Linked DNA regions of Bombyx mori: region 2 is linked to region 1. A link is a contact called in public Hi-C data. All regions are on one chromosome and are shown on one strand. The core of a region is the stretch at or near the end of the contact, and the rest is flanking DNA. Distances in the headings are between cores, read along the strand shown. Region 1 holds the start of LOC101742111 (proteoglycan 4). Region 2 overlaps LOC101744517 (eukaryotic translation initiation factor 3 subunit A).

Region 1 (2,700 bases), core at 115-2,614:
TTACTTATTTTACAAACTGGCATATTAAACATCACAATTGCACTACTAATATGTTTATATTAAATTATGCAAACATTTATAGACTCCTAGTTAATTATTTATTTAATATTGGAAACTCAGTCTTATAATAATTTATTTTGTTTTTTATTTCAGCATTTAAGTACTTTTAAAATACAAAAACCTTAAAGGACCCCTTTCTAATTAATATATTTAAACTATTCGTATGTTTATCTACAGCAATAATGGACCTTACACAAATATATTTTCGTAAGAGGAAACCTGAATTAATCCCCTCGAAACTTGATAAACTGCTTTCACCAATGACGGAGTTTCCAAAATTACGCAAACCTTTTACTATCGTTTTTATAGTGTGGAATTTCATACAACATCATCACATTATTACCATCAAAACAATAGGTAGAAACAATTTTGGTGCCTCAATGTCAAATCATCAAAAAAAGTAGGTACTAAGAACTTTTAACAAGGTCAAGCCAAATATGTTGTACAATCACCTGATAATACCTTTGCTCTATACCTAAACAGAAAGACATATAAATTTCAAGAAGAGTTGTTTACCTAGCTCTTTCCACATGTTCAAGTGGGTCAGCATATAACCATTTCTGATGGCTTTTAGAACATCCTCGTCGTTGTCCGACCAGAATTGTCGCTGTTTTACAATTGAATCCATTAGGTGTTCTTTGGCGAACGCTGCTGCTTCGCTGCCTCCATGTCCGTCGTAAATGCCGAAAAAAGCGTACTCTAAATCCCGCTCATCCTCAGTTTGTTGATAAGCAACGGAAAACAAATCTTCCATGTACTTTCTCCCGCCTTGGCTACAATGCCCCGTCACGCGTAAATTAACGCCGATTGACGCTGGCATTTTATAACACACAACACTTAAACTTTCAATGGAAAAATATTTGTGATTTCATTGTAACAAAAACGTTTCTTTCCTACTCATTTTGCATTTTGCAATTACGCGAGTTTCGACGAAGTGACGACAGATCACGTGGACTTATTGATCACGACGCGTGCGCGCTCCTACTCCCTAGCCTTATGTACTTTGCAGTGTATTGAAAAGAGATGCCTATATAAAAGACAGGGTTCTAAAAAGAACTGGACGCCATTTTTTTCCGCCATTTTATTTTCGATGACCTAGCATCCTTATTTATTTTAAAAAGGATAAAATTTAATTAAAAACGGTATATTATTGCTTTATGTAATATTATTAAATATGCGTCGTTTATTTATAGTTTACTTTATTATATATAATCAGGGTTTATGAAAGCTAACATAATTAGTATTAAAATGAAATCTTGAATCCATTTGACATTTGACAAAACTATGGTGGAACAGGGTAGAACCCTCCATAGACAAAATGTAAGGTATGCATAGACTAGACTATTCTGCAAGTCGTCGTGGCCTAAAGGTTATCACGTCCGGTGCATTCGTATAGAATCTATCTTATTCGTATCTGCGATGCAACGATGTTCGGAATCCGCAGGCGGGTACCAATTTTTCAATATTTTTTTTTATTGCTTAGATGGGTGGATGAGCTCACAGCCCACCTAGTGTTAAGTGGTTACTGGAGCCCATAGACATCCACAACGTAAATGCGCCACCTACCTTGAGATAAGTTCTAAGGTCTCAAATATAGTTACAACGGCTGTCCCACCATTCGAACCGAAACACATTACTGCTTCACGGTAGAAATAGGCAGGGTGGTGGTACCCACCCGCGCGGACTCACAAGAGGTCCTACCACCAGTAATTATGCAAATTATAATTTGGGGATTTCATTTTTATTACACGATGTTATTCCTTCACCGTGGAAGTCAATCGGGAACATTTGTCGAGTACGTATTTCATTAAAAAATTGTCGTCGTTTGAAGTCGTCGTGGTATTTGACTCCCTTGACTCCCTTACAGCGGATACTTTTTATTATACTGATGGGGTTCGGGATAAATAAATGCTCCACCCAGTACAACTTAAAACTGTATTTATCACTTAGAACACAGACAGAACACTTTAAAATTCTCAATTCGCTTCAGGTGATCCGTTCGTTGTTTCGCTTCGAGTAGTTCCGATTACTGACTGACTGCGTGGTTTTTTTTCCTACTAAAGCTGATAACCTTGAGAGGCTATATCAGCGTCGCCTTAACTAGTAGGTGAGCTCACGGAGCTCAAACCTGATGACGTTCCTGACTGCGTGCCATCTCTGCAAAGCTTTTATGGTCGATACGGCATCCTTAGAATCGTCGAGAACATTCCTCACAAGTTGAGTACTTTCGATGTCCGTTTCCGTTATCTGACAATAGATGGCATTATACTTCTCGAGCGTTCTAGTTGAGCCGGATGATAAGATACCAGCATTAAAAAAACCTACTTTTATGTGAATAAGCTTTTTTATTTATTGATTAGCTTGGTGGACGAGCTCACGGCTCACCTCGTGTTGAGTGGTTACTGGAGCCGACAGATATCTACAATGTAAATGCCGCCACCCACCTTGAGACATGAGTTCGAAGTTCTCACTTTTAAAAGTAAAAGGACTGCCCCGCCCTTCAAACCGAAACGCATTTTTATTTTTTATTGCCCTTGTAGGCAAACGAGCATACGGGCCACCTGATGGTGAGTGGTTACCGTCGCCCATGGACTTCAGCAATGCCAGGGGCAGAGCCAAGCCACTGCCTACCGCCTAATA
Region 2 (2,700 bases), core at 78-2,577, 110 kb after region 1:
CTCTTTCATATCTACTTATGGTACGCGAGATAGACGTATCGTAAATTTATTATAATAGCTTTCGTTACAATAAATAAAAATTACTTAAATTTATTTGAAAAAAAAAAGGTTGTCTATGTTTAGGGATACTGATAAAATTTCAAAATTATTCTTAATTTATGGGCAATAAATTAGATGAATGATGAATAGCACAGTTTTAGTAATAGTCACAGCAAAATTTGCGTAATTATTGGTGGTAGGACCTCTTCTGAGTTCGCACGGATAGTTACCACCATTGTTTTAAAGATAGGGCAGCTGTTGTAACTATACTGAGACCTTAGAACTCATATCTCAAGGTGGGTGGCGGCATTTATGTTGTAGATGTCTGTGGGCTCCAGTAACCACTTAACACCAGGTAGACTGTGAGATCGTCCACCCATCTATGCAATAACAATAAAAAACTGTGTCTATGCTTTAGTTTTATACGAAGTTCGCAACGTACTTGTTGGCGTGATCGATGCGTATCTGCATGTCGTTGTGGCGCACGCAGTCGACGAGCAAGCGCTCCAGATGGAACAGGTCGTCGGTGGCCGCCAGCTCCAGCAGCCGGGAGAACTGCACGCACGCGTAGCACTGGGCCACCTGACGGATCAGCCTCACCAGGGCCACGTCCGTCAAGGCATTGGTGTACTGAGCGAGCGATGAATCTGTTAAATCAATATTCAAATAAAATAATTGTATAGGTACACAATGATTCGGTTATTTGGTATACAGTCAGGTATTTATTACTCGAGTTAAAGTGGGTCACATTAATAAGACTCTGGCTATTTTTAATGTGTATCCCTAGCCTTTAGAGTATTATACATATCCATAATTATATATTTGTTTGTGTGAATCATAATTAAAATGTTTTTATGAGAACAGAAACAAAACATTTTAATGAAATATTATATTACACATGATAACCATTTGTAATAAGTCTTTAATATTTGATTTACATTTAAATTGAATTTAATTTCATCTTTATTCACGTCATGGGATATGCTCCAACAGATGGATTTTCATTAGGGATTATTATTAATATTGTGCTTTTGCACAGAAATATTTTTAATTTGTAAATGAATGTATATTCACGAAGGATATTGTCGAGTTGAACATTGAAACCAACAACTTTTGGCACTTTAGAGAATGTATAGTTGTTTCAAAAGATGGGTCAAATCTACAATTAGCAATAGTTACAAACTATGGGTTATGGCTGTTACGACGTCTCACTCGTAAATTATAACATGTGCAAGCATACATTAACACAGGCTATACATGTGTCGTATATTCTGTCGCGTCAAGCTTACAATATGATCTACCTCTGAGGCCTACCATCGCATAACCATTAAGGGTTACAAATGGGATTTATTTCAGAGGCACAATAATCCTAAAATCTTTGATTACTAATTTATCTATATTTTGTTTGAAGAAGTCTCCATTAACTTTTCCAATGAAGTGAATAGTTTCAAATGTGACTTCCACTTTTTGAGTACACACAGTTTACATAAAATTAATATTAAGCTTGTCTTTGTTATAAAAAAATCCAAATGTTATTTAAAGGTGTCCAATTTTGATTTATGTAGCTATAGAAAATAAAAAGTTTTTATCGCACACACATTTTATTTGCTTGTTCTTATACTTTTATTTTATTTTTTATTGCTTATACTTTTAATAACAAGACCTGTTTCACCAATCATTTAATATTTAATATTTTTCCTTTAATAGAGGTAAGGTACTTTAATACACCTGTATATATGTATGTATGGTCTTAGTTCAGGACTAACCACATAGCACATTTCACTATTAGGTTTAGTAAAAAATAATGCATCTTCAGTGTTCAACAAAAACAGTGAATACTGTGTGTATAGTAAAACGGATTAAAAAGAAGGTAGGTAGATAAGATTGTCTGTTTCTAACATCTACCCAGCCTTTAGTCTAATGTCAGTTGGACAGTAAGCTAAGCGTAATGTAATGAGTTATCAGTGTGGGTTAAACAATGTACTCACTTGGCTCATCCTGCAAAGATTTGATAACACCCTTGACATTAAGGCAGATGGTCAGAGGGTCGAATTCCACTTCAAGCCAAGAATAAAGCTGTTGAAGTTGAGGCGATGCCAGCGACACGACGTTAAGGCGGACGATATCTAAGAATAAACATAATTTTATACTTTAGTTACATTTGCATCTTATATATTTAATCGAGCAATTCTTGTATATAAATTTATATATAATCTGAAAATCAGAAAGGACTCCAACGATTTCCATAAAATTTTGTATACAGGGGATTTCAGGGGCGATAAATCGATCTAGATACGATTTATTTTCAGAATTTGAATTTGTTGTTTTTTTGTGTTTTCGATAATTTTGATTTTTTCTTTAAATAACCAGTTCATATTTTATTATTATTCTGTCGGTGAGATCGAAAAATATGATTTATATTTCATCATTTTATCAATATGTAATTCGTATTTAAATATAATTTCTAAAAAACACAATTTATCAAAAAAAATATCGAGCAAGGCTTGGTTATTAACTAGTATTTTATTAAATTTATATGAATGTGTTAATCGCCAGGAAGTGCTGAGTATTCAAAATTAAATAATTAATAGGCTGTAGTGAAACATACAGACATAGCAAAATTTATATTTCCAAATCTGCATTTATTTCTAGTTTTGAATA

Evidence for each region. A called contact is a pair of places that touch in the nucleus more often than the background predicts.
Region 2: a contact with region 1 is called in a Hi-C map of posterior silk gland, with 1.8 times the contacts expected there. The contact joins the enhancer-like site here to the promoter of LOC101742111 in region 1. A contact is called at or near these places in 2 of 7 Hi-C or Micro-C datasets (posterior silk gland and whole pupa).

What each region holds. Positions count from the first base shown.
Region 1 is chr16:3,563,395-3,566,094 of ASM3026992v2, forward strand. It overlaps LOC101742111 (proteoglycan 4), which reads right to left and starts at 1,365. Exons shown (of 5, transcript XM_038016357.2): 1 at 577-1,365. The coding sequence starts at 880.
Region 2 is chr16:3,674,669-3,677,368 of ASM3026992v2, forward strand. LOC101744517 (eukaryotic translation initiation factor 3 subunit A) reads right to left here. Exons shown (of 23, transcript XM_004928885.4): 8 at 2,028-2,165; 9 at 482-686. Among protein-coding and RNA genes, the nearest start is that of LOC101744517, 6.4 kb to the right of the region's middle. Within about 2 kb of position 1,328, at least 4 of the 8 cell types and tissues checked have open chromatin away from gene starts, as enhancers often do.